5 separate regions of the Mus musculus genome follow, and regions 1, 2, 3 and 5 are each linked to region 4. Evidence: chromatin contacts called from public HiChIP or PLAC-seq and promoter capture Hi-C data. All regions are on one chromosome and are shown on one strand. The core of a region is the stretch at or near the end of the contact, and the rest is flanking DNA. Distances in the headings are between cores, read along the strand shown.

The links. Promoter capture Hi-C pulls out the DNA fragments that hold promoters and counts their contacts. HiChIP or PLAC-seq counts read pairs in DNA pulled down with a chosen protein or histone mark.
Region 1: an H3K27ac HiChIP or PLAC-seq map of bone marrow-derived dendritic cells shows a contact between it and region 4, with 8 times the contacts expected there. The contact joins the enhancer-like site here to the promoter of Ythdc1 in region 4. A contact is called at or near these places in 3 of 39 promoter capture datasets (cranial neural crest, hippocampal neurons and pre-B cells) and 4 of 115 datasets of contacts at active chromatin or transcription factors (bone marrow-derived dendritic cells, embryonic stem cells, neural tube and 1 more).
Region 2: a promoter capture Hi-C map of cranial neural crest shows a contact between it and region 4. The contact joins the promoter of Csn3 here to the promoter of Ythdc1 in region 4. A contact is called at or near these places in 2 of 39 promoter capture datasets (cranial neural crest and hippocampal neurons).
Region 3: a contact with region 4 is called in a promoter capture Hi-C map of hematopoietic stem and progenitor cells, with 4 times the contacts expected there. The contact joins the promoter of Grsf1 here to the promoter of Ythdc1 in region 4. A contact is called at or near these places in 8 of 39 promoter capture datasets (the 3T3-L1 cell line, hematopoietic stem and progenitor cells, hippocampal neurons and 3 more), 3 of 484 Hi-C or Micro-C datasets (CD4 T cells, the G1E-ER4 cell line and pre-B cells), 8 of 115 datasets of contacts at active chromatin or transcription factors (embryonic forebrain, embryonic hindbrain, embryonic stem cells and 5 more) and 2 of 9 other capture datasets (adipose tissue and liver).
Region 5: an H3K27ac HiChIP or PLAC-seq map of microglia shows a contact between it and region 4, with 11 times the contacts expected there. The contact joins the enhancer-like site here to the promoter of Ythdc1 in region 4. A contact is called at or near these places in 5 of 39 promoter capture datasets (the C10 cell line, the HPC-7 cell line, hippocampal neurons and 1 more), 2 of 115 datasets of contacts at active chromatin or transcription factors (microglia and pro-B cells) and 2 of 9 other capture datasets (adipose tissue and macrophages).

The regions. Positions count from the first base shown.
Region 1 is chr5:88,629,256-88,634,192 of GRCm38.p6, reverse strand. Rufy3 (RUN and FYVE domain containing 3) reads right to left here. Exons shown (of 18, transcript NM_001289774.1): 8 at 3,587-3,656; 9 at 1,662-1,754. Among named protein-coding and RNA genes, the nearest start is that of Grsf1, 44 kb to the left of the region's middle. Within about 2 kb of position 3,117, at least 77 of the 459 cell types and tissues checked have an H3K27ac peak or open chromatin away from gene starts, as enhancers often do. A contact at or near this core is called in bone marrow-derived dendritic cells, where this site is marked.
Region 2 is chr5:87,923,107-87,928,013 of GRCm38.p6, reverse strand. Csn3 (casein kappa) reads right to left here and starts at 2,435. Exons shown (of 5, transcript NM_001356570.1): 1 at 2,336-2,435; 2 at 381-442. The coding sequence starts at 437. All of the region lies in intron 2 of 1700066N21Rik (RIKEN cDNA 1700066N21 gene), which reads left to right.
Region 3 is chr5:88,674,879-88,680,388 of GRCm38.p6, reverse strand. Grsf1 (G-rich RNA sequence binding factor 1) reads left to right here and starts at 4,218. Exons shown (of 10, transcript NM_178700.5): 1 at 4,218-4,631. The coding sequence starts at 4,278.
Region 4 is chr5:86,800,884-86,805,778 of GRCm38.p6, reverse strand. Ythdc1 (YTH domain containing 1) reads right to left here and starts at 1,513. Exons shown (of 17, transcript NM_001347375.1): 1 at 1,188-1,513. The coding sequence starts at 1,215.
Region 5 is chr5:88,506,294-88,511,716 of GRCm38.p6, reverse strand. No RefSeq gene overlaps it. Among named protein-coding and RNA genes, the nearest start is that of Jchain, 19 kb to the left of the region's middle. Within about 2 kb of position 2,491, at least 66 of the 459 cell types and tissues checked have an H3K27ac peak or open chromatin away from gene starts, as enhancers often do. A contact at or near this core is called in the HPC-7 cell line, adipose tissue, macrophages and 3 more, where this site is marked.

The sequences.
Region 1 (4,937 bases), core at 1,868-4,367, 1.8 Mb before region 4:
CAGGAGGGAGTTAGGCCCTTTTTGGACAGGTGTAGTGTGAGAACAAGATGTAGCTACATGTCTCCTGGTTTCAATGGATTTCAGGATTCGCCACTGGAGGATTTGAATTTAATAAGGATTAAAGTTACAAGATTAGGATTTTAGTTGCTGCACCCAGTGACTGAATTCTGAACTAAGTTTGTGTTATGTTTTCCTTTAAGGGGCAGCTTGTCTGGGTTCAAGAGAGAAAGGTATGGCAGCAAAGTCTGAGGTGCCCCACAAAGGCCATGGGGGATTTGAAACATGGGGTTGACATGGTAGCAACTGGTCAGTGGGAACCTAGCGAGCTGGGTGGAAAGACTGGAGTTCTGAGTCAGAGAGTCTCCATAAAAATGGGTCGGCCATTGCCCGGGAAATGGGGCAGAGAGTTGCCAGCACAAGCAGGGGAAAGTGCCGGTTTGGTTTTTAATATTTCCTGCAATACATAGGAAGCTGCTTTTATCCCGTCTATAACTCTTTAAGAACACTAGCAGTAGCAAGCAAAGATGCCAGTGAAACCACAGGACAAACAAGCAATCCTACAGTCATGGCTGACAGAAGATCTAGCAATTAGAATATCCCCCTAAAGTAATGCTGTCAAAATTTAGAACAATTATAGAGCCAATCCATTGAAAGGTCTACGGGCATTACTTTATGCTCCCTAAGCCTCTTATAAGCCCAGCACTTAGGAGGCAGGGGCAAGAGTTTGAGGTCACACAGTGAGCCTCTATCTCCAAGAATAACATCAAAAATAAAGTAAGATGGAACTGATAAATATAAAATAGGTTTGCAAAACTACACTGTATAAAAGCGTGGTCCTTGGCTAGGCAGTGGTGCTGTGCACCATTAATCCCAGCACTGGGGAGGCAGAGGAAGGCAGAACTCTGAGTTCAAAGCCCGCCTGGTCTACATAGGGAGTTCTGGGACAGGAAGGGCTACACAGAAAAACCCTTGAAAAAAGTGAAACAAAAACCAACCAACTAACCAACCAACCAGCCTGGTCTTTGAAGGTATTTAGAAAATTCATTTACATGCTAAATCTTTCCCACTGACAACAGATAATGAGGTTACTCACTTTTAAGGAGTAGTTGTGTAAAAATAGTGGTGTATTTATTATCACAGTTAAAAACATGCATGTTTTGCCTGCATGTATGTCTGGGCAAACTTGTGCACCTTGTGCCCTCACAGGGCAGAAGAGGGAACTGGATGCCCTAGAACGGAAGTGTAGTTACAGACGGCTGTGAGCTGCTATGTGGGAGATGAGAATTGAACCCAGGTCCTCTGGAAGAGCAACAACTTTCTTAATCACTGAGCCATGTCTCCAGTTTCATTGCTAAGATTTTAACCACTGATCACAGTACAAACCATTAGTGCACACAAACAAGAGCTTGAATTAGTCTTTCCTGGCACAGCCACTTTCCAAGTCTCTAAACAAACATAAGCAGCGGTGATGCCAAGGAGCTGTCGCGGGGCAAAGGGCAAAGGGCAAAGGGCAAAGGGCAAGAACCTCTGAGCTGTGCCCTGTTCTCGGTTACACACAGTAAAGAGTAAGCTTGCTACGCAACAGTGCCCACCGCAGACTCTGCCCTGTGGCTTACAGTCCTTCCTCTCCACAAACGTCTTAGGACCTCCTAAGGATTTACCTTCCGATTGGATTCCAGTAGATAGGAGCTTTCTTCTTTAACTCGTTCCATTTCTTCTTGTAAGGTAATAATTCTGTTGTTGGCAACGGCAAGCTGTTGACCAAAGGAAAAAAAAAACCAAAACCTTTTATTCTTTGATTAAATAGAATAATTTATGATCTGCTAAGACATAATTTCCAGGCTTGACTATCCTTAGGACTCTATAGCTAAGGGAAGCTATCCATCACCCACTAAAATTTTCCCTATCATCCAGATATATGGTGCACACCTGTAACCCCAGCATTCTGAAGGCTGGGGCTACTAAGCTCTCTTTAGCTTCAGCTACAAAATGGGATTCTATCTCAGAAAAATAATTGTCCTAATGAGGAACATAGGAGAAATATCTCTCAAGTAGGTAAAATAAAAATAAAAACCACCCAATATTGCTTCTTTAAATGTGAATACATTGTTCTGAGTGTGTGCCCGTGTTGTGTGTGTGTCTTGTGTACACGGGCGCACAGGCCAAAGGTTCATACTGAGAGTCTTCCTTTAGGTCTCTCTCCCTTACTCTTGAGGCAAGGTCTCTCACTGAACCTGAAGCTAACATTTTGGCTTAGAATGGCTACCAGTGAGGCCCTAGGACTTGCCGTGTCCAGCCCCGAGGGCTCAGGCCACAAACACAGGCCACCATGCCTACCTTTTACCAGGTTCGGAGCATCCAAATTCAGGTCCTCATGCCTACACAGCAAGCACACCATGCACTCGGGGACCTTGCCTGCTCTGTGACCTTCTTCCTACACTTCAACACTACGAGTGTTTACTTCAAGGGCATTTCCATGGCTACCTTCTAAACACATCTAGGAAGAATGCTTCTAAAATGTTCAGAGTGAGGTCCTGTCTCAAAAACAAATGATCAGAAGACAGTGACACACTGCCTAAACAGGGGTTCATAAGGTATTACTTGCTGTCATGGGAGTTGTGTTATGAACCCTCCAAAAGATCTTTTACAGGTAATTCCAGCACTTAGGAAGCTAAGGCAGGGGTTTAAGTTTAAGGACAGAGTGGGCTAAACAAGACTATTTAAAAAAGATGCAAAATTAATATATTATCTATCTATCTATCCATCTATCTATGTTCTCAAGAAAAACTAATTAGCATGTTCCCAATTAGTGCACTGAATTTATTTAAACCAAGTTTATCTCACTGTACATAAATAGGCAATTAGAAACAGCAAATGAGCTTTGCAATCTGGATCACTGTACTTAGATCTTGATGGAAACATTCTATTAAACACAGGCTAAGCTACAGATTTCACCTCCTAAGCAGATTTCAAACGTGGGTTTCTCTTCTTGTTCTATGGACTTTCCTGAGAGCTTTCACATTTGTATTCTTTCCTAATCTCCAGAGTCATTGTAGGGCTGAAAGAGGAAGTCTGAGCACCCTCCTCTGCAGCCAGTGGGGGACCCGGGCTTTCTCAGAGGTCAAGTGAGCAAGTGAGTCAGGCGCACATGACAGTAAGTGGCTCATCTCAGAAGCAGGGCCACTGGGTCCTGGCCAGTGCTGCTGTGTCAGCCATATTCTAGAGCAAAGACTGGTCAGGCAGGGGTCAGAGCTGTGTTCCAGAGAAAGCTCTGTCTAAAGAGGTGGTGGTAAGGTGTCTTTGTCTAGTTGCACCACATCAACAGTGGCCTAAATGCTTACTGAATCCTGAGTATCATGCTGTATGTTAAATACTCCAGGCTGCTCACACAATTGCCTGGCAGCACAGCTATATAACTGCAGTGGGAAAATCAGGTCCTGAACACCCAGCCCGGACAAGCAGTTCTTTTCTATAGCAGTTCTCATCTGAAAAGTCAAACCCTTCATGTCCAAGGTGATAGGAGTGATCAGTCTCTTAAGTGTAAAATATTAACTTTTACAGGTCAAATAATTTCCAAAACACTTACTTCTTCTGTCAATTTAGTGTTGGATTTTTCTAACAGATCTACTTTTGTCTGAAGGTTGTTTACAGTTGCACTATTGAGAGAAGAAAACAAAATGTTAAGTTTCTTTTGAAAAACAGGAAAACGGCCTGCACTTGCCTTCCTAACCCCACCACACTTAGCAGTCTATATCAACTATCTAATAGTTTAAGTAGTACTTATTAATTAGAGTGGGTTTATGATTATTCATATATGCATACATACAACATGTTTTGATCATCTCTGGATTCTAATACTCTCTTTAATGCACCCAATTTCTGCCAGACTTGTTTGCTCTCAGACAGCATACAAAGAACTGTGCCCTTCGATGCTGTGTCCTCGGCATGGGAGGCTGTACTCAGTACTTGTTCTGTGAAATCACCGAGTGAGTGTGATATGATGCGTTCTAAGCTCTCCCTAGCGACCCGAGACATCACAGCCTATGCATACAGCAGTTACTCCTGCGGTGTCTCACTGCACTCTGTTGTTAACCTGTCTCAACAGCATTAGTCAGGTGTCTGTAACTCACATGGAGACAGACACAGAAAGGTAAGAAGAGTAGAGCTCGTACTGGAGTGTCAAATATCACCACAACTTAGCTTGGCTGATGTCGTCACAGAGTTTTACGGCCATGTTTACTTCTTGATTCCCCAGAGAAAATTGACTTAAAATTGTTCTTGAATTTGCTAGCTGGAACTAAGACTACTCAAAATTTACATTGATACTGTGAAAGGTTGCTAGGAATGAAGAAAGGAAATAAAAGGGTCCTTTGTCACCATCCTTTCTGTAGGTACCATCTGAAGTATGAATGTCAATATGCTAGCTTCCTCTGAGACGAAAGACATCAGTCATTATAGCATGGTAGAAAATCAAAAATAAATACATAAATAAAAAAATATAAAGGATGCCACTACCAAGCACTATTGTGGAAAACCCCCAAGCTGCTCCCAACTCATTCTCAAGTGTTTGCCTTCCCGGTCATCCAGGCAGTCGAGACAGATCTAGAAGTAACAAACTGCGACTGCGAGGTTACAGAGACACCGAGGGCACAGGTTTGGCTTTAAATTAGCCCCAAGTCACAAGTCAAAGGCAAACTGACTGTAATAGCTGGTGCAGGCATTCCTTCCCGGCCCTGCGATTCGGGTAGAAGGCGGCAAACTGACCATAAACACATACAGCTGGTTACTGCCTTTCCATCTTAGACACACCCTCACAGCCAGGCTACCTAGAGCCCAATTAGTAGACCATGAGGAGAACTCCGGCAACTGAAGTAAATACGTCTTCCCTGCCCCTGCCCGCCAGGGCAGAGCATTGACGGCTTTTGCACCCAGGCTCA
Region 2 (4,907 bases), core at 1,186-3,685, 1.1 Mb before region 4:
TTCCTCATCCCATTCCTCCTCCCCACTGTCTCCAAGAGGAAGGCCCCACCCCTGCCAGGTCTCCTAATTCCCTGGGGCCTTAAGTATCTCCAGGGTTCGGTGCATCTTCTCTCACTGATGCCAGATCAGGCTGAATTTTGTAACTTAAAAATAAATTCCTAGAGTATAGGAATTTGAAAGGCTTTCTCTGTGTGATAAAGTATGTATTATGCTAACTAAATGAATATCTAAAAAAGATTATTTATTCTTATAAGTAGTCAAACTAGTAACCAGCTGTGGTGCTCCTTGAACAACCTGTATTTTGATATACATATAACTAGAATTCTTAAATAAAATGTATTTAACATCTTACCAATACAATTTAAATGAAATTGACTCACCAAAAAGGGCAGAGTTAATGCCAGAATATTCACAACTACGATAAAATTCCTCATCATTGCACCTAAAAATAAAATTTAAAATTATATGAAGAACACCTAAAATAAATTAAAAAATTAAATTAAGATTCTTTGGTTAACAAGTTAGAAGTGATTGCATATAATGTTTTCCTTGGGAGAGGTGGGGGAAACTGAATTTATCTGCAGATTTAGCCAGTGCAGTAAATCTCTTTTCTCAAAATAAAAGAAACACTGAACTTGAAGTAAAAATTAGTTTAAAGTTAATTTTTGACTATGAAAGTATCACTAAGACATAATCATCTATTCATTTGATCCAATCTACTGGGATTAAGAGCTTTGCCAAATGCTGAGAATATGGGGGTGCAGCCAGGGCTTGGCAGCAAACTGCAGGGGCTTCTGGATAAGGGATTTGTAATCTGCACCAAGCTAGAGAACATCATAGATGTTCTAACTGATGTGCTGTCTGAGGGAGAGAAAATTAGCAAGTTTAGAACCCAAAATGTAAAGATTTTGGTGTTCTGTGCTACAGACCAAGGCGTGGCTCCATGAACTGAAAATCACGCAGTGTGAGAAGACAAGGGTTTGAACCCGGAATCTCCTGTGACAGTGTAACAATTGGGAAATAATTTCCTCCTTCTAGGCTTTACATTTGTTACAGGACCTCAAACTGGGTCATGTCTGTGGCCCTTAATCAATATATCACAGGAACTCATTGGAGGCAATGTTTGTCACAATGTAAGTTTACTTTTCCAGTAATATACATGATATGACTGATTTCGCTGCTTTAATGCAGTATAGACATGGCAATTTAAACATATTTGAGCAAGTTAAACACACCAGCTAGTCTTTTCCTAACAAAGTCCTCTCCTCATTTAATTTTAATAGTTCTTAGGTAATAACACAACACTTAAAACTTCTAATATGTTAGCATATATTGTATTTGTGGTGAGAATACTGTATTTTACTGAAGCTATTGTTTCTGATACACTTGTGTAAACATGAGCTATGGAAAAATAAGCTTTATAAGTATCACAGAATCAACACCTATATGACCCTACCCTGCAGGAGGAAAAAGGAAAGAATATCAAGCCCATTTATCTTTCCTGATGTGAGTCTCTGATGATGAGAAAGGCTGTTTGCTAAACTGACTCCAGAACCACCTCTTAAAAAAAAATCACTGAATTTCTAATACCTCATGTGTAATCAAGTTTGTAAAACCTATGCAAAATATTTTCTTGAGAGGATAGAATTCCTTGTTAAATCCATTATTTTCTAATTACCTTTTCAAATCATTACCTGAAAAATAATATTTCTTTGTTTTAATCACAGACTCCTCTTCAATAATTAAAGAATATATTTTAATATTTATTTTATTTTTACATTAACACTTCATTATAGATATCACATTGCATAATATATAACACATATAAACATATGTAACATTATATATATTAACATTAAATGATAAGAACTCCTTTTCAGTAGAAAGCTAAGATTTTACTTTATAGCAGATACATAGTGGTATATGCTTGTGTTTGTTGCTGTCACTTTCTAAGGAGACATGATTTTTGAAAATATGAATTAAATTAGCTTTGAAAGGCATGTTATAATATAATATAATAAGATATGATATGATATGTAATTACACTATAATAAAAGGAATTATGAGTTTTAGGTAGAGATAAGATTTGAAGATAATTATTGGACTATTTTGAGTATTATAGTTCTATCTTTCTGAAAAATTAACCCTCTCTTTTTATAGCAGTAGTAGGCTTACTATAAATATTATAGTTAACAATGTCTCATATAATTTGACAGTATCAAACCTAGACTTTAAGACAAAGCATAGTTAAAGGAAATGTGATTCCAAAATAACCTTGATGGTTTCCGAAGTAGCTACTCTACATCATCACTGCCCTGGGCAGATGGTTAGTTACCTTTATTTGGAGTCAATTCTTGCTTGGCAGTAGGGTTTGCCCGGCCTCTTAGCTGCAGAGAAGACCCAAGATAAATAACGGAGACTAATTACAGGGTATTAGTACCGGTAGTCAGATCTCATTTCCCTCCTACTTTTCACCCAATAGGATGATGACAGAAAGGCAAGATTTGAGGTCACCAGGGTCACCTGCAGGTCAGTCTTAGTCAGCACACAGCAGGCCGGAAACAGATGTGAGTCATAAGCATGCAGGGAAAACAACCAAACTCCTTAAAGAATGAATGTCCTGTGCTTTCTAAAAATATAGGAAAATGTATACAAATGTACTAATTGCATTCTTAACCTCTATCATTTCATCTAGTTGAAACTAAAGTTATTGCTAAAATAAAATTAAAACCCAATAGCCACAATTATTTTTCACATTTTAAGTGTTTTTACTTGAAGAACTATGTCTTCAAGGGACTTTATATTTAGTATGGTCCATGTTGGTCATTGTTCTTCCAAATGTACAACTACTTATTTTAAAAATAAAAATCAGCAGTCTTAATTATGTGTGCGTTTTGTAAGTTAAATTCATGCATGAAACATTTTCTTTGCTGTGAAGGCTGAGCATTTGCGTTTTTGCTTCAGCGTGTATTCCTCAATTGTTCAAACATTGAACACATGCTGTTTTAATGAACCCCTAAAGTGTCCCATTTTGGATGCCCAATATTAAGTAACTGAGTTAGGAATCATTGTTCTATTTTAGAGTCAGATCATTCTGATTTAGCGCATGGATTGCAAAACTGCCAATGCTGTAAAAATTTTAGTAAAATGAAGCCAAACATGTATTTTGCCTAAATGATATCCTGCTTTACCTGTCCCTCCCCCCACCCCAGGGTAATGCTAACAATGACTTTGCTTTGTGAAAACCTCATCAGAGGTATTTACTGGAATCCCTGCAGAGCAGCCAGAATGCAGAGCAGAAATAATGTCAGCATTGTATAATTTTTATGTATTCCTGCCTGTTTCTGGGAACCATTACACGTCTTAGAAAGCAGGGAACATTGTTCTGAATCCTGAGAATACTTGTGCAGCTTCTCCACAATAAGCCCTGGCTTTCTATTTCTTAGAAGTTTGCTTCTCTCGTTCTTTCTCTGACACACACAATATACAAGCAGCCTGTGTATGGAGACTGTCAGGTCATCCTATTGCCTCAAGGGCCTAGGAATAAAGGTGGACATTTATGGTCTGGTTATGGTTCATCAGACTCTGAAGATGCTTTATTCCATTCCAGTCCTTTCTCAATCATCAATTAAGAATACATGCTTTAAGCTGTTTTATTATTTGATTAAAAAATAACCAAAAAAGACTCAAATGTATCTAAAAATATATATATATATATGTGTGTGTGTATATATATATTTATACACATACATATATAATTTCAGAAGGGGAATATGTGTCCAGAATAGCTGAGTGAATTCTGGGACCCCTTCTCTTCAGAAAAGCATTTCTGGCGTGGGTCAACCACTCACTCACTTCAAAGGGAGGGGCTTGCAAAGCTACACTGTATCCTCTGACCCACTCGGATTATTCACATCGTGTTCCAGGCATTTTGAATAAAAAAGTGAACTAAAACACATCCAGTCACTTCTACCACGACACAGTGCACAGTCAAGTCCAACACTTACTCAAATGCTATTGGCATGGGACATTCTAGTCTAAGGCAGTCTAAGTCTGAGTAGCTTTGAGCGGTCATTGCTGAGGTTTTGAGTTGAATTAAGTAAACTCAAACATGTAGCTATCTTGATGTTCTGTCGTTCTTCAAAGGAGAGCAAAAGGGATCTACAACTCTCACACCTTTAGATCTCTAAGGAGAATAATATGCTGCTGAATAAGACCCAGGCTGTAGATATTTAGTAGTCTGAAACAGATTCACCACCTTTGGTTTTCTGAATGCAAAGCAACCTCATACTATGAGAGGAGAGACAGGAAGCGTCTAAGTCTGCTCCCAGCACTCTTTCCTATGGGTCCTAAGAGTGTATATCCATATAATTGTTCAATTAGAGGGGCTGAGAGGAGGTTGCTATGACGATACTATTTCAAGCAATGTGAAAACAATTTAAGTAAGTGGGAAGATAATTATTTACGTATGGTTACTCTTGTTGCTAACACCTTGCTTATATTTTGTTCTTTTAAACCTCTGATAACCATTATAACTATTATTTCTTTGCTGATATTCATATAAGTGTAGCTTTCTTTCCTGACTTTCAATTTGACTTCTTGGTTACCTCATTAGTGCTATAAAGATCTCAATAAACTATTGTGTTCTCAGAGGACAATGTTTCTGACAGCAGTTTCAGTGCAAAGAGCTCTTTCAGTTTCCTATTATACATAGTTCTTACCGGAATGATGGGCATTTTAGTATAAAAATCTGTATGAGATCTTAGCTGTAAATAATAATCATAAAAACCTACAACAATATTCTCATAGAAATTGCATTTTGTAAAGGTTAGGTATAATATCAAGTTTTCTCTCTTGCAGTTGATTGACTTAAATCAACAGCTAGCACATGCATAGTTCTTATTAAA
Region 3 (5,510 bases), core at 2,969-5,468, 1.9 Mb before region 4:
ATATATATATATATATATATATATATATATCACATATGAATATAAGTCGACTGACAAAGCTGATGTTTAGATATACACTAAGCAGCAGAGATTGATCTAAGTTTGTAACTCTAGATTTCCATGTTTCACCTAGAGATATTATAAATAAACCCCCATTCTGCTAACAATGGTGGTACAGATCTGTGATGTCATCACCGGGGAAGCTGAAGAGGATGAGAGTAAAAATCCTGTCTCAAAACAACCCCAAACCAGTTCTAGAGCAGCGGTTCTCAATCTTCTTAATGTGGACCGTGACTCTTCACTATAGCTCCTCATGTTAACACAGCTGTATGTTTCACATAGCTAACCATGAAGTTATTTCCCTTGCTACTTCTTGACTGTAATTTGGCTACTGTTATGAATTGTAATGTAACTGTGTTTTCCAATGCTTTTAAGCCATGTCTGGGAAAGGGTCGTTTGACCCCCTGAAAGGGGTCAAGACCCACAGGTCGAGAGGAGGAGGTTTTCCCTCAGATAAAAGGGGAGAGGGTGGCATTGGTGACAAAGGCATTTCTTTGTCTTGTCCTGGAAATAACTGGTAGCCTCAATTCTTAAAGCTCTCCTGCATCCAAACCCAACGTAATAAACTTGCTTTAATCTTGGACGTTGACTGGCACCTCAACCCAAGGTTGCACAGATGGGCACCATTTCTTTACAGCGGTCGACTTCAAGCCTTTTCCTGTTGCCACCCCAGGCTTGTTGCTGGGGGTGGCTCCGGACCTTTAGTTTCTTTCAAATGCAAAGAGAGTTGTGTATTGGGTGGGGTGGGGGTCCTTTGAGATGAACTCAGCTTCATTTACACATCACAGGAAAAGTGTGTTCACTACTCTGGAATGGAAGGGCACAGACAATAAAATGAACTCTTCCTTTATTAGCAACCGGGGCAATTATCCCCTCCTAGCCCCCTCCCCCCACCTTATAATAACGTGTTCTGCAGAGTTGGGGAAGCTGAACTGTTTTCTCCCTATTCTCCCCAACTAGCGTTTCCATCCATTTGTTCTGGCTTTACCTGCAGAGCGGTCAAGGAAACAGGGTGACAAACCTGCCCCGGCTACACTTGAGAGACTGCAGTAGAGCCAGAAGACAGTGCTTGATGAGTGGCTTATAGATAAGATGGGTGCACTCTCTGTTTAACGATTATTTCTGTGCCTGAGCCTGCTTGGCTGTTCGGGATAACTCAGACCTCCTCAACCAAGCCCCTCCCAGTGACACTCATAACTGCATCGCATATAATGCAATCACAACTCCACGTTGTGGCCTGTACTTCCTGGATTGCCTCACCTTTTCTGGGCTTTCATTTTTATTTCTTCATCTCAGCTTTGTTCTGATCTCTGACAGCATACCATGAACAATTATGAAAGAGATTTCCATAGACTGGAGATGAGCCAGGGGTAAAAAGTGTTTGCAGTGAGTGCGCGCCCAGGGCCGGTTACAGTGGAGTTTTAAAACGTATGCATTTTTGTTTGTTTTTTGAGACAGTATTTGCTCAGACTCTGTTGGTCTCCAACTGGTACGTAGTCCAGGCTGGCCTTCAACTCCTGCTTCTGCCTGAGTGCTGGGATTAAAAGCATGTGCTACAATCAATTTTTAAAGTCTGGTGTTCCGAAACTCTATTAGTTTCAATTTACAGAACTTGTTATTTTCTCTGAAATCTAGTGCTAAGCCCATGTCTCTGTAGTTCACCCGGGGAAAGCTCTGAACATATGAGGCACACATGGCACTGCACCTGGCTGGCTGTCGGACAAAGAAATAAATCTCCAGCTTCTTTCCTTTATAATCCTCCCAACTTCCTCTAAGCGAAAAGGCTTTCTATTTGGATCCTTGGTTTTATTACTGATTAAATGCTAAAAGGTAGGCTGGGTGTGGTGGCCCATGCCTTCAATTAGGATGCAGAGGCAGGGGATTTCTTGTGAGTTGGATACTAGTCTGGTCTACACAATGAGTTCCAAAACACCCAGGGGTACAAAACAAAACAAAACCCTTACAAGCAGTATACAAACCTGTCTATGTATTTTAGTAATTTAGGGTTTTAGTATTTTGATTTATACATTTTGAATGGTTGCTGCAACTATTTTTTTTTTTTAAAGCCTGGTGCATCAGTCTGTATCTCTAAACTCAGTGCTGAGGAGGTAGAGGGACTCTGGGGAGTGTCTCTGGACAGGCGGGTCCGTGGAAAGAGTGAGCTCCGGGTTCAGTGATGACTGTCCAAAAACAAGGTAGAGAGTGACGGAGGAAGACATCTGATGTGGACCTCTGGCCTCCACAGCACACACACAAGCAGCAAGGGAATGTAATAGGAGCAGAATCTGCAATAATTCTACAAGTTTGTGTTCTGGGATAATCAGCAACGAAGGGATAGCCCATTTTCTCTCCTGAAAGCAAAGCGTAGGGTCTGTTGAGATGACTGAGTGGGTAAAGCACTTACTGCCAAGCCTGAGATCCACATGGAAGGAGGGACAGAGCACTTGCCACAGCACTGTGGGCCTGGGGACCCACGATAAACACACAGATGCAATACAAAAGAGAAACGTTTAATAGAACCAGGCTGGGAATGTATAGCTCAGTGGAAAACGTCTTACGGAGGGTTCGGGAGGCATCTCTGGTCCCCAGCCTGACAGGAAAAGAAAAACCTCTAGGGCAGAGGTTCTCAACCTGTGGGTTGAGATCTGCTCCTCAGGTGCCAACTAAGACCATGGAAAAAAGACAGATATTTACAATTCACAACAGCAGCAAAATTGCAATTATGAAGTAGCAATGAAAATACTTTTATGGTTGGGGGGGGGGCGCACCACAAGATGAGCTGTTGTAAAGATGTAGCATTCGGAAGGTTGCCAGCCACTGCTTTAGGGTTTGTGTCTCACCGAAGAAAAGAGGAAGAACCTCTTCTACACATCTCGGGTATAAAAGGAACAAGCCGGTCAGGTTTTCTATTCTTTCCTTCTTGGACAGAAATATGTTTTCATTTGTGAAATACCTGGTTTTCTTAAATCTAAAAGGAGTCCAGAGTAAACAAGCCAAAGTTTAAGCCCAACCATCTTAAATGTCTCAAAGGTAACTTATCAGAACGTAACCTTTCAAAAGTCTGTACTGGGGCTGGAGAGATGGCTTATGGGTCTAGAGTGCTGGCTGCTCTTTCAGAGGACCCAGGTTCAACTCCCACCACCTGCATGATGGCTCACTGCTGTCTCTAACTCCAGGGCCAGGGGATCCGATGCCCTTGTCTGGTCTCCGTGGCCACACCCATATATTAATACATTAAACTAATAATAAAAAAGTCCGTATTGTTTTAAGATGAATACCATAGGATGACTGCCATTACATAGTTAACTTAAAAAAAAAAGTTTTAGAGCTGGCACTGGGATAAAGGTGAAACAGTGGAAAATGTAGGCGGTTTCTTTACTTCTGGAAGTTGAACAAGAATTGAATTTCAAAAACTTTGAAATATGTTAAGATTTTCCACGATAGAGAGCCCTATATTGGTCTCCTCACCCCCACGAGGAGGTTGGGGTGATCTAAGCGATTACCCTGCCACGGAACTACACTACCCAGTCACAGAGATGCCTCCTAACCCCACCCCCGCCACAACCAATCAGCCTCTCCTTCATATTTTTACTCTAAGAACTCCCATTTGTCTTTAGTTTTTTATTTTTATTTTTTTACCTTTGACAGGTCCTTGCCACATAGGAGAAAACTGCACAACCACTCATGTATTTATTTGCAAATCTCTACACCTTCACTTGTGACTATATTGTCTAAGGAAGGCTTTATTTTATATAATATATGATAAATATTATATACATATCTCACATATACTATAAAATCAGTGCTTCCGTTCAAAACAAAGTTGGCCTTCTGCACGAATTTTGAGGTTGGGGTATCAACGCCCCCTCAGCGTCGTCCCAAAACGTTTTAGAGCTAGGTAACCCATTCCTTCCGGAAACTTCGCCGGGCCTCGGTGACCCGCAGACCTCAGCTCTAACCTGAGCAGGAGAGCCTGGGACAACTTCCACTCTGGAGGCGCTCAGGTCACCCCACCCACACCCTTACCGGCGGGAAAGCCCCGCCCCGAGGGCGGAGCCTGGGCGGGGCCGCTCGCTCACCTCCGCCTCCGAGCCTCGTCTCAGCCCCGGGTGCGCGCGGCGCATGTGCCCGGTGCCCCCTCCCCCGCCCTGGATTCCACTTCCCCTCCGCTCGCGCCACAGCGGCCACCTCCAGGCCCCGCGCCGCCTCCGGAGCCGATGGCCGGGACGCGCTGGGTGCTAGGCGCGTTGCTCCGGGGCTGCGGCTGCAACTGCAGCAGCTGCCGGCGGACCGGCGCCGCCTGCCTGCCTTTCTACTCCGCCGCCGGCACCTTCCCGTCGGGCGTCTCTGGCCGCCGCCGCCTGCTGCTACTCCTCGGGGCCGCCGCGGCCGCCGCTTCGCAGACGCGGGGCCTGCAGCTCGGGCCTGCGGCCGCCGGGAGGCTGGCGGGTCCCATCCCTGCCCGTCCCTCCGCCGCCGCGGCCGCCGCCGCGTCCTACTCGGCCCTGCGCGCCCCGCTGTTTCCGCGATCGCTGGCAGCCGCCGCGGGCCCGGCGCGGGGTTACAGTCAGGTACGTGGCGCCGCGCGCGGGACCCTCGGCGGCCGCGCGCCCGCGTCGGTCTGTCCGCGAGCGCCCCGCGTGCGCGCCCGGGGATCCGCGGCACGCACCGCACCCCCGCCTCCCTCCCGCTCCGTCCTCCTATTGGGCACGGGAACAAGGGACGCTCTCACGGCCCCGGCTCTTCTTGTTTTGTTCCCTCCGAGTCTGGGCGGTTGGGCAGTGTAAGTGTGGCTGGGGTGAATGTAGAGGCCTTGTTTCCCGCCGGGCCCATGGTAGGTTTTGGGGGCGCCGCCGACGCCCCCCACCCCGACTCCCCCCTAGCCTTATGCCCGCTGGAGGTGAAGCTGAGCGGCCAGAGCCCGCGGAGGGTCGGGGCCGGCCGTGCGTGCGGTGGGAGCGGTAGGCCGGGCGGCTCGGGCCTCCTCGGCCGGCCACCGACGCGCAGCCCCGCGCGCACGGGAGCGTGGGCTAGCCTGGGACAGCCCCCGCGCGTCCCTCTCCCTTGTCCGCGGGGAGAGGCGGGCGGTCCACCTGACTGAAGGTCACCTCTGCAAGTCCACTCGCCTTGACAGAAGGACCTTTGGTGCAGCGGGGCTCTGCGGACGCGGAGAGCTGTGGGGAGACCGTGGGAAACTGGGAGAGAACGTGTGTGTGTGGGGCGGGGGCGTCCGTGGGTGAGGACTTGGGGGCTTCGGTTGTCACTCCACGATCTTTTCCCTTGTTTCCCGTCTTTTCAGAAAGACATTGTAAGAATTCATATTGCAAATATTTGGTCCTCTGTATATGTGGGACATTTCTCTTTTGCGGTTTATGTGGCATCTGGGAAGTGTCTACCTAACCTGGTAACGCCACTGGCCATGTTTATCTTAATTTAGTTTTGCGTCTGCT
Region 4 (4,895 bases), core at 264-2,763:
ATGTCTCGAGGAACAGGTTTAGTTTCAGAATAAAAAATAAACTGCAATGTGTGCATCGAGAATTGCTTCAACTGGGCAGTGATGGCACATGCCTTGCACTCAGGAGGCAGAAGCAGGCAGATCTCTCAAGTTTGAGGCCAGCCTGTCTGCAAATCAAGTTCCAGAACAGGCAGGGCTACATGGAAACCATGTCCCTAAGGGGGGGGGGGGGGGGAGGATGCTTATGACAAAGACAGATCTTTAAACATATTCCCACTCAAGACAGACCAGAAAAGTGGAAAAAAGCTTTAATGACTGTTCAGCCCACTTAACAAATCTCCACCTCAAATTTAATGAGCCACAAGCAGAGATTTGTGAAATGCAGGGCAGCAAGTGTGCACTATTTTCTTCTAAGACTGTCGCGATAGTCCCAGAGCTGAGAACTCTCTCAAGACTGCATCCCATCTAGACGAGTATCTTCTATGGTCTGGATCCTATACTGGCATCTGTGGTCTCTATATAGTATTTCAGAAGAAATGACATTTTATCAACTAAAATGTTTTCTTTTTATCTTTCCAAGTCTCTCTAGCCTCCACCTACGTATTCCTCGCTGAATCTTTTGAGAACTCTGCACTATTCTGGGAGATCCGTTGCTAGGACTTTTGGAAGAAGGGGCATGGGTGTTTGTTTGTTTGTTTGTTTTTTTCCTAATATCTTTCTTTCCAAAGTAAATACTCGAGGAATAAAAGAAGCGATTCTTAGCTTATCCAAAAGATCAGTGAGAAGCTACTTACAGGTATTTCTCATGATTAATAATCCACCTGAATGAATTAAACTAGTCTACTCACTAGTCTAACAATGCTAACTGTGACGTTATTTTCGAAAAAAGTCAACCAAAAAGACGACAGTTCAGAAAAATACGCATTACATCCGCATAATCCGGCCAGGAAACGTGCCCGGGGGCAAGTTCCTCAAAGCAAGCCCTCTCCCAACCGCTCCCGGGAGTGACGAGAGAAGCAAAGCCCTGGTCGAGGTGGGAGCCGCCGCAGAGACGAGGACGCCGGGCCCAGCAGGCCAGGCCTCGCAAGGAGCGGGTCACGATGCGGCCGCCTGCTCTGCGCGAGGCCCTAACCTCCCGCCTCGCCCGCAGGCCGCGGCTCCTAGGTCCCCTCGCCCGGCCGCCCCGAGGCCCCGTCCTCCACACTCACCTTTCTCCTCCCGGCTGTCGGCCGCCATGGCTGCCCTCCGGCTTCCGCCGCCGCCACCGCCGCCGCCGGGACGCGAGTCGCGCGGGCGCCGCAGACGCGGCCGCAGGCGCACGAGTCCGTCCGTCAGTCCGTCCGGCGGGCCGCGCGCTTCGACCTGACCTGCTCCACTCAGCTTCCTACGCGCAACCCTTCCTCCCGTGCTCTGGTTCTCTTCCCGCCTGGCTCTCTGGCCTCGGTCGGCGCGGGCTTCAGCCTTCCTGTTGGGGTTCGGCCACCACAGAGACAAGGGGGAGGAGAGAGACACAGATGGCGACGCCGGGCGGCGCTAAAATGGAGCCTGCTTCCTGCGCGAAACAATCCCGCTCCCGAAATGCCTTGCGCTGTTTACGCTCTGTGCCTCTCGCGGAACGTCACAGTGCGGGGAACCGGGGCGGGGGCGGAGGCGGGGACGGGGACTGGAGCGAGAAGCGGGACGTAAGAGGGCGTGACTTCGGCACGTCGTCCCGCCCCGCGCGCAAACTTGACGTCCAGGGAACCGCCCTCGTTCCAGAGGATAATCGGTATTTAGGCTTCTCTGCTGTGCTTCCTACAGCTCAAGGATGCAGACATCTCACCAGAAACGTTTGGAAGGCCTTGAATGGTTAGTGTGAGACACCATCAGAAAGGGTGTTATGTCTTTCTTTGGTTTTACGAGACAGGGTTTCTCTGTGTGGCCCTGGCTGTCCTGGAACTCACTCTGTAGACCAGGCTGGCCTCGAACTCAGAAATCCGCCTGCCTATGCCTCCCAAGTGCTGAGATTAAAGGCATAAACCACCACTGCCCGGCTATGTCTTTTTTATATATTTAATTTTCTTTTATTTGATTAGTAGTGTCTACTACTTCTTTTTAAATATTGTTCTAGGACCAGGGGTTAAGAATAGCTTTATTGTTGGGTGGTATTTGGGCTCATCTTTAATCCCAGCACTGGAGAGGCAGAGGCAGAGGCAGAGGCAGGAGGATCCCTGTGAGTTCGAGGCCATCCTGGCATACAGATTGAGTTCCAAGACACCCATGGCTACACAGAAACCCTGCTTCAAAAATAAACAAACAAATGTGTTCTCCCTCAAAGGAAGTCTGAGTTTATCTTCTAGTTAAGGCAGCCAAGGTTTGAGTAAACAAATTGAAAGTTGTGCTGACGCCAGGAGTGGTGGTGCACACCTTGAAACCCAGCATTCTGAAAGCAGAGGCAGGGGAATCTCTGAGTTAGAGCCCAGCCTGGTCTATAGAGTGAACAGTACTGGGATAGCCAGGGCTACAGTGAAACCTTAGCTCAAAAGAAAAACAAACAAAAAAAAATGGAAAGGAAGAAAAAAGACAAAAGGGAAAAAGAAAATTGTGAACTTTATTAAAAAAAAAAAAAGCTAGCTAGAAAAGGGTGATGCATACCTTTAATCCTCCCATTAGGGAGGAGGCAAGCAGATATCTGAGTTCAAGAACAGCCTGGTCTACAAAGCAAGATCCAAGACAGCCAGGGCTACACAGAGAAACCTTGACTTGGAAAACAGAGAGAGAGACAGACAGACAGACAGACAGACAGTTGCTATAGTGATAAGACCCCTTTTTATGGAGAAAAGCTAGTACAGAGGCCCTCCTGTGGAGGTGAAGACTGATGGTAAAAGATAAGAGACAATAACAAATAAGCACTAATTGTCTTCGGAAAGCACATACAAAGACTTTATGAAGATCTGAGGGGCATTCCAGTAACCAGGAATGGAGGTGAATGAAGATCTGCGGGGCATTCCAGTAACCAGGAATGGAGGTGAATGAAGATCTGCGGGGCATTCCAGTAACCAGGAATGGAGGTGAATGAAGATCTGCGGGGCATTCCAGTAACCAGGAATGGAGGTGAATGAAGATCTGAGGGGCATTCGAGTAGCCAGGAATGGAGGTGAATGAAGATCTGCGGGGCATTCCAGTAACCAGGAATGGAGGTGAATGAAGATCTGCGGGGCATTCCAGTAACCAGGAATGGAGGTGAATGAGAAGACAAGTACTGAGATGATGTTTGACAAAAGTCACTGCCCACTGGTGGTGGCATCACATGCCTTTAATCCAAGCACTTGGGAAGCTGAAGCGCAGATCTCTTGGATTTTAGGCCTGCGTAGTCTAAAAGCAAGTTCCAGGACAGCCAGGGCTACACAGAAAAACCAAACCAAACAAACAGTAGTACGAGATCTTCAGGGAAAATAACTTGGAGTAAGCCTACTGAAAGGTAGGAAGTGAAAACACCCTGGATACTCCAAAGAACCATCCTATAGAATGTAAAAGCAAGTCTACACACGTAGACTTGTAGTTTGAGCTGCTTGTCAGAATCCCTTGGATGATAGTAGAAGACCAGCCAGTCACATTTACCACTTTTGGTTTTATTTCTTGGGAAAGCCTCACTTTCTCAAAAAGTATATTCTTGACTCTCTAGAATTCCATGACCCTCATGCGTCCACCTCACAAGAGCCGGTACATCCTAGCATACTGGGGTTTATAACACTTGGATAGAGAGAAACGATCACTTATTCTGTCTTTCCCATTCAAATTGTAACTTAGAGGTACCAAAATAAGTAACTGGTAATGCCAATGTGCCATAGTCAAAGAGCCATACAACTAAGACATCACCATTTTGCAATCACTAATGAAATAAACATCACTGCAACTAGCTATGTGTAATACATTATATGTACATATAGTAATTAAATAAAACTGGGTGTGGTGGCAGAGGCCTTTAATCCTAGCATGGAGGAGACAGAGGCAGGCAGATCTCTGAGGCCAGCATGGTCTACATAGTAAGTTTCAGGGCAGCTAGGGCTACACAGGGAAACCCAGTCTTAAATAAACAAAAGACAACAGTAGAAAATCAGATGCTAGGTGCCTCCTCGTATTAGGACTTCTATCTATGGTGACTCGTTGTATTGTCAATTTGACTAGACTCTGAATTATCTAGATTGGTGAGGCACACTTGGGTGTTGTAAGTTATGGTATCTGCTCAGAAGCCCCAAGACCAAATTCTCAACAAAAAGGAGATATTTACTTGCCTCAGAAGAGCAGAGGTTAAGAGATAGAGGATGTGGAAGAAGGAAAAGGGGACAAGAGAGAGGGTGCAGGGGTATTTGTCCTGGAAGAGAAAGGACTGCCTGTAGATAGAAAACAGATGTGGCTTATAGGCAAATGGCAATTTATAAAGGGAAAAGGGAAAATCCCATATTAGAATGAGGTGTTTCATTTTAATTGGGCATGTTAATTAGGTGAGATAAAGAAAGCTTTTGATTGCTGCTCTTCAATACTCATAGCTGGACTTTGGTAGTCAGCTTTAGGAGGAAGAAGTGGCCAAATAAGTAATTAGACCTTGGTGGCTAGTTTTAGGAATGTAATCTAATGGTTTTCAGCAAGACTAAAGAAATGGTATAAAAGGGCAAGGCCTGCCAGAGCCTCCCGCTCAAGTGGGATCGTGTCCCTTCAGGTATGTCTGAGGTGTTACATAACAGTAGTTTTCTCTGACAAAGTGTGGAATAGAGACTGAAGGAAAGGCCATTCAGAGACAGTCCCACCTGGGGATCCATCCCACATACAGTTACCAAACCCAGACACTATTGCTGATGATAAGAAGTGCTTACTGACAGGAGCCTGATATAGCTGTCTCCTGAGAGGCTGTGCCAGAGCCTTACCAATACAGATGT
Region 5 (5,423 bases), core at 1,242-3,741, 1.7 Mb before region 4:
ATCTCAGAAGATGGAAAAATCTTCCATGCTCATGGATTGGCAGGATCAATATAGTAAAAATGGCTATTTTGCCAAAAGCAATCTTCAGATTCAATGCAATCCCCATCAAAATTCCAACTCAATTCTTCAACGAATTAGAAAGGGCAATTTGCAAATTCATCTGGAATAACAAAAAACCTAGGAGAGCAAAAACTCTTCTCAAGGATAAAAGAACCTCTGGTGGAATCACCATGCCTGAACTAAAGCTGTACTACAGAGCAATTGTGATAAGAACTGCATGGTACTGATATAGCGACAGACAAGTAGACCAATGGAATAGAATTGAAGGCCCAGAAATGAACCCACACACCTATGGTCACTTGATCTTTGACAAGGGAGCTAAAACCATCCAGTGGAAAAAAGACAGCATTTTCAACAAATGGTGCTGGCACAACTGGCAGATATCATGGAGAAGAATGAGAATTGATCCATTCTTATCTCCTTGTACAAAGGTCAAATCTAAGTGGATCAAGGAACTCCACATAAAACCAGAGACACTGAAACTTATAGAGGAGAAAGTGGGGAAAAGTCTCGAAGATATGGGCACAAGGGGAAAATTCCTGAATAGAGCAGCAATGGCTTGTGCTGTAAGATTGAGAATCGACAAATGGGACCTCATAAAATTGCAAAGCTTCTGTAAGTCAAAAGACACTGTCAATAAGACAAAAAGACCACCAACAGATTGGGAAAGGATCTTTACCAACCCTGAATCAGATAGGGGACTAATATCCAATATATATAAAGAACTCAAGAAGGTGGACTCCAGAAAATCAAATAACCCCATTAAAAAATGGGGCTCAGAGCTAAACAAAGAATTCTCACCTGAGGAATACCGAATGACTGAGAAGCACCTGAAAAAATGTTCAGCATCCTTAATCATCAGAGAAATGCAAATCAAAACAACCCTGAGATTCCACCTCACACCAGTTAGAGTGGCTAAGATAAAAAATTCAGGTGACAGCAGATGCTGGCGAGGATGTGGAGAAAGAGGAACACTCCTCCATTGTTGGTGGGATTGCAAGCTTGTACAACTATTCTGGAAATCAGTCTGGCGGTTCCTCAGAAAATTGGACATAGTACTACCGGAGGATCCCGCAGTACCTCTCCTAGGCATATATCCAGAAGATGTTCTAACCGGTAAGAAGGACACATGCTCCACTATGTTCATAGCTGCCTTATTTTTAATAGCTGGAAGCTGGAAAGAACCCAGATGTCCCTCAACAGAGGAATGGATACAGAAAATGTGGTACATTTACACAATGGAGTACTACTCAGCTATTAAAAAGAATGAATTTATGAAATTCCTAGGCAATTGGATGGACCTGGAGGGTATCATCCTGTGTGTGGTAACCCAATCACAAAAGAACTCACATGATATGTACTCACTGATAAGTGGATATTAGCCCAGAAACTTAGAATACCCAAGATACAAGATACAATTTGCAAAACACATGAAACTCAAGAAGAAAGAAGATCAAAAAGGTGTGGACACTTTGCCCCTTTTTAGAATTGGGAACAAAACACCCATGGAAGGAGTTACAGACACAAAGTTTGGAGCTGAGACGAAAGGATGGACCATTTAGAGACTGCCACACCCGGGGATCCATCCCATAATCAGCCTCTAAACGCTGACACCATTGCATATGCCAGCAAGATTTTGCTGAAAGGACCCTGATATAGCTGTCTCTTGTTTGGCTATGCCAGTGCCTGGTAAACAAAAAAGTGGATGCTCACTGTCAGCTATTGGATGGATCACAGGGCCCCCAATGGAGGAGCTAGAGAAAGTACCCAAGGAGCTAAAGGGATCTGCAACCCTATAGGTGGAACAACAATATGAACTAACCAGGACCCCCCCAGAGCTCGTGTCTCTAGCTGCATATGTATCAGAAGATAGCCTAGTCAGCCACCATTGGAAAGAGTGTCCCCTTGTTCTTGCAAACTTTATATGCCTCAGTACAGGGGAACACCAGGGCCAAGAAGTTGGAGTGGGTGGCTAGGGGAGTGTGTGGGGGAGGGTATGGGGGACTTTTGGGATAGCATTTGAAATGTAAATGAAGAAAATACCTAATAAAAAAAGAAATTATGAATTGTAAGCACTTAAAAATATTTAAAGAGAAAGTTGTGTTTATGGAACATTCATTTACTTTGCTAGTACAATTGCTAGTTGCTCTGAGAGATATGTGAAGGAAAAACAACTCTTTTTACTTTCTAGATATGTTCCTATTTCACCTATTGGCAGAACTAATAGGAAAAACTTTGCACACAATATATTACAAATATGGTTGGAGGTAAGAGATGAGTTGCACTATGAGCCATGAGGGAAGAGAGTCATTAAGGCTTGGCATAGTCTTGGAACAATGTTAACCAAATGGAGATTTTCACACTCAGAGAGTTAGAATCTTCTAGAATTATGCAAGCCAGACAAAGAGGAAGAATCATTAGGGAAGTCTAAGAATATTGCCTTTCCTTATGCATGCTGCTGGGCACCAGGGCAGGACTGTGTGTGAGATGAGGCACTATGGGAGCAGAGGGTCTTGACCTGCGTGCTGTAGGGTCTGGGTTAGTGGGCACAGCTTTATTCATTGAGCAGTTCTTTCTGTGTTAGATTATAGTTCAGCTTGTTCCTTCCTTCTTGTTTGGAGGGCTTCTCCTCTGCTAGCATGGGTTTTTTTTCTTTCTTTCTTGTAATCAGCTGATTGGTGTTTTTAAATTGAATGGCCTCTATATTCAAAACATTCAAAGGGAGAGCAAAAGGCTGTTATTGAATAAGGTGAGGCAGAGAGGCAAGGAAGTACAGGTGGATAAAAGTAAATATTATATCCTGTGGTAAAATGGTGATTATTTTACATTTCCATTTAGGGGTGAGCTGTTAGCCTGAGTCACACTGAAACTTTAAGGTTTAATGAAGTAGAAACAGACTTGTCTGTCCACCCCCCCCCTTGTCTGTTTTAAGGTCAACATTTTTGGTTCCCTTTTTGGCTCTTAGTAACGACTTTTGGTTTCATGAGTACATGGTTGTTTTAGTCAGGGTTTCTATTTCTGCACAAACATCATGACCAAGAGGCAAGTTGGGGAGGAAAGGGTTTATTCAGCTTACACATCCATACTGCTGTTCATCTCCAAGGAAGTCAAGACTGGAACTCAAGCAAATCAGAAAGCAGGAGCTGATGCAGAGGCTATGGAGGGATGTTCTTTACTGGCTTGCTTCCCTGGCTTGCTCAGCTTGCTTTCTTATAAAACCCAGGACTCCTAGCCCAGGGATGGCACCACCCACAAGGGGCCCTTCCCCCTTGATCTCTAGTTGAGAAAATGCCTTACAGATGGATCTCATGGAGGCATTCCTCAACTGAAGCTCCTTTCTCTGTGATAACTCTAGCTTGTGTCAAGTTGACACAAAACCAGCCAGTACAATGATAAATTATATTTTGAAGGTGGTAGTTGAAACTGGATTAAATGTGACAAGAGGAACAGATAGGAATGCCTAAATAAACAATAAAAGTAACTCAAAACTCTCTTTAAAGATGTGTTAAATGCCTGGGCATGGGCACCCCTTCATTCCAGCTCGGGAGGGAGAGGCATGTGGACCTCTGTAAGTTTGAGGCCAGCCTGTTCTATGAGATGAGTTCTAGGACATTCAGTGATGTTACAGAGAGAATCCCTGTCTTAAAAAAACAGAACAAACAAATGAACAAACAAACAAAACAGCAACAACAAAAACCAACCAACCAACCAACCAAACAACCAACCAACCAACCAAAACCCACCACCACCACCACCCACAAAAAGTATTAAATTTGTTACTCTGATCTGAACAGCCAAATTTAAATGTGTTGTCGACATCTTTAGATGATCCAGAAACCTGGAGGAAGAGTCTCCATGATAATGCCTGCCATGTCTAATTCTCATAAGATCAGCTGGACCCTGCGCATCATCATTCTACTTCACCATGCACAGAGTGAGAAGCCCAAGCTTTTCTCAGAGAACTGACTTGTGCCTCTGGAGATGCTGCCACAGATGGTATGTATGGGCCTCTGGACTGTCTTATGTTCTGTTACCTTCAGATATGATTTTATTCTGTATAAGTTGTCTTCTTGGGAAATGGAGGTCATACCTAGCTACGTTAGAATCAGCAGAGGGCAACTGTTAGGTTCCGTCATCCACTGTAGAAGTGGGTAGCAGTAGCAGGGTGGAGATTCGAGAGCTAAGGTAGATGCTGTTGTCAGAACCTGTAGCGCATGCCCCTTAACTTTAGACTTCACAAGCTTTGTGGACATCTTAGGCAGGACACAGAATGAGCAATGTATTTAATGAAAGGAACTCATGCCTGTTACGTAGGCTTGGAGAAGCACCCTGTACTAATAGGAAGAAGCATCATCTACAGGAACAGTTTTCATTCTTTGTACTATGTTCTCAAGTTTAGTAGATTTTCTTTTGGTTACATTCTTCTTTTTACACTTTGCATGACAAATGACAGAGATATTATCTCACAGATGTGAATGTACCAACATATAGAGACAAAAAGGCCAAAGCCAAAGGGAAAAATTTTAATACCGTAACTCCACCACAAAACAATAAGAATTTACATTAATTTAAAAAAAAACCTACAAGACAGCAAAAAAAACAAAACAAAAGAAAACAAAAAACCGAAGTCCCCTACAGAGGAAACTTACTCAGTTGGCAGTTGTTGGATCATTACTGCTTGGCGCCAGACCCAGTAACTTAGAACACCTTTTTAATCAGGGTCTCATTCCTAATGGTCCCCAACGAGGCAAATGATGTTATATCAAACTGACTACCTCAAGATAGGGAGCTGCCATCTCAAACTTTGTTCTGATGCATCTCAATGTGAATGGCTCACAGGGCAAGCTCTCTTAACTGTTATGAAAGAACCACATTATTCCTTTTCATCTCTGGGACTCTGAGCATGAGACCTTGCCCACTATGTTTTTGTCCACAGTGTCTGTTCTTCACTAAAACTTTTATATCAGTTCTGGTTTGATAAATACTTCTATCTCTGTGCCTTGGGCTCATCACTCTTGGCATGATACTATTTGCCAAAATGACTGTGCTACCCATTCATTATGGTGAAACACAAAGTGAACATTTGATAGTACAAGTATTCACTGTGAAACTTTTGGGTAAAGCTAGTGTTATTGTTGTTTTAAATATGACTGAAGTATCAAACTGTAGGGTGAATGGGAACTTAGGCCATCAGCCGGCAGCACAGTCTGTAGGGTGAGAGGGAACTTAGGCCATCAGCGGGCAGCACAGTCTGCAGTGGGCCAGGGCAGGTGCTTCTGAACACAAGGCTAGGAAACATGGTGCTTTCCTCTGCATCCCTGCACACCTCTCACAGGAAGAGTAAGTGGCGGTGTGAGCTTACA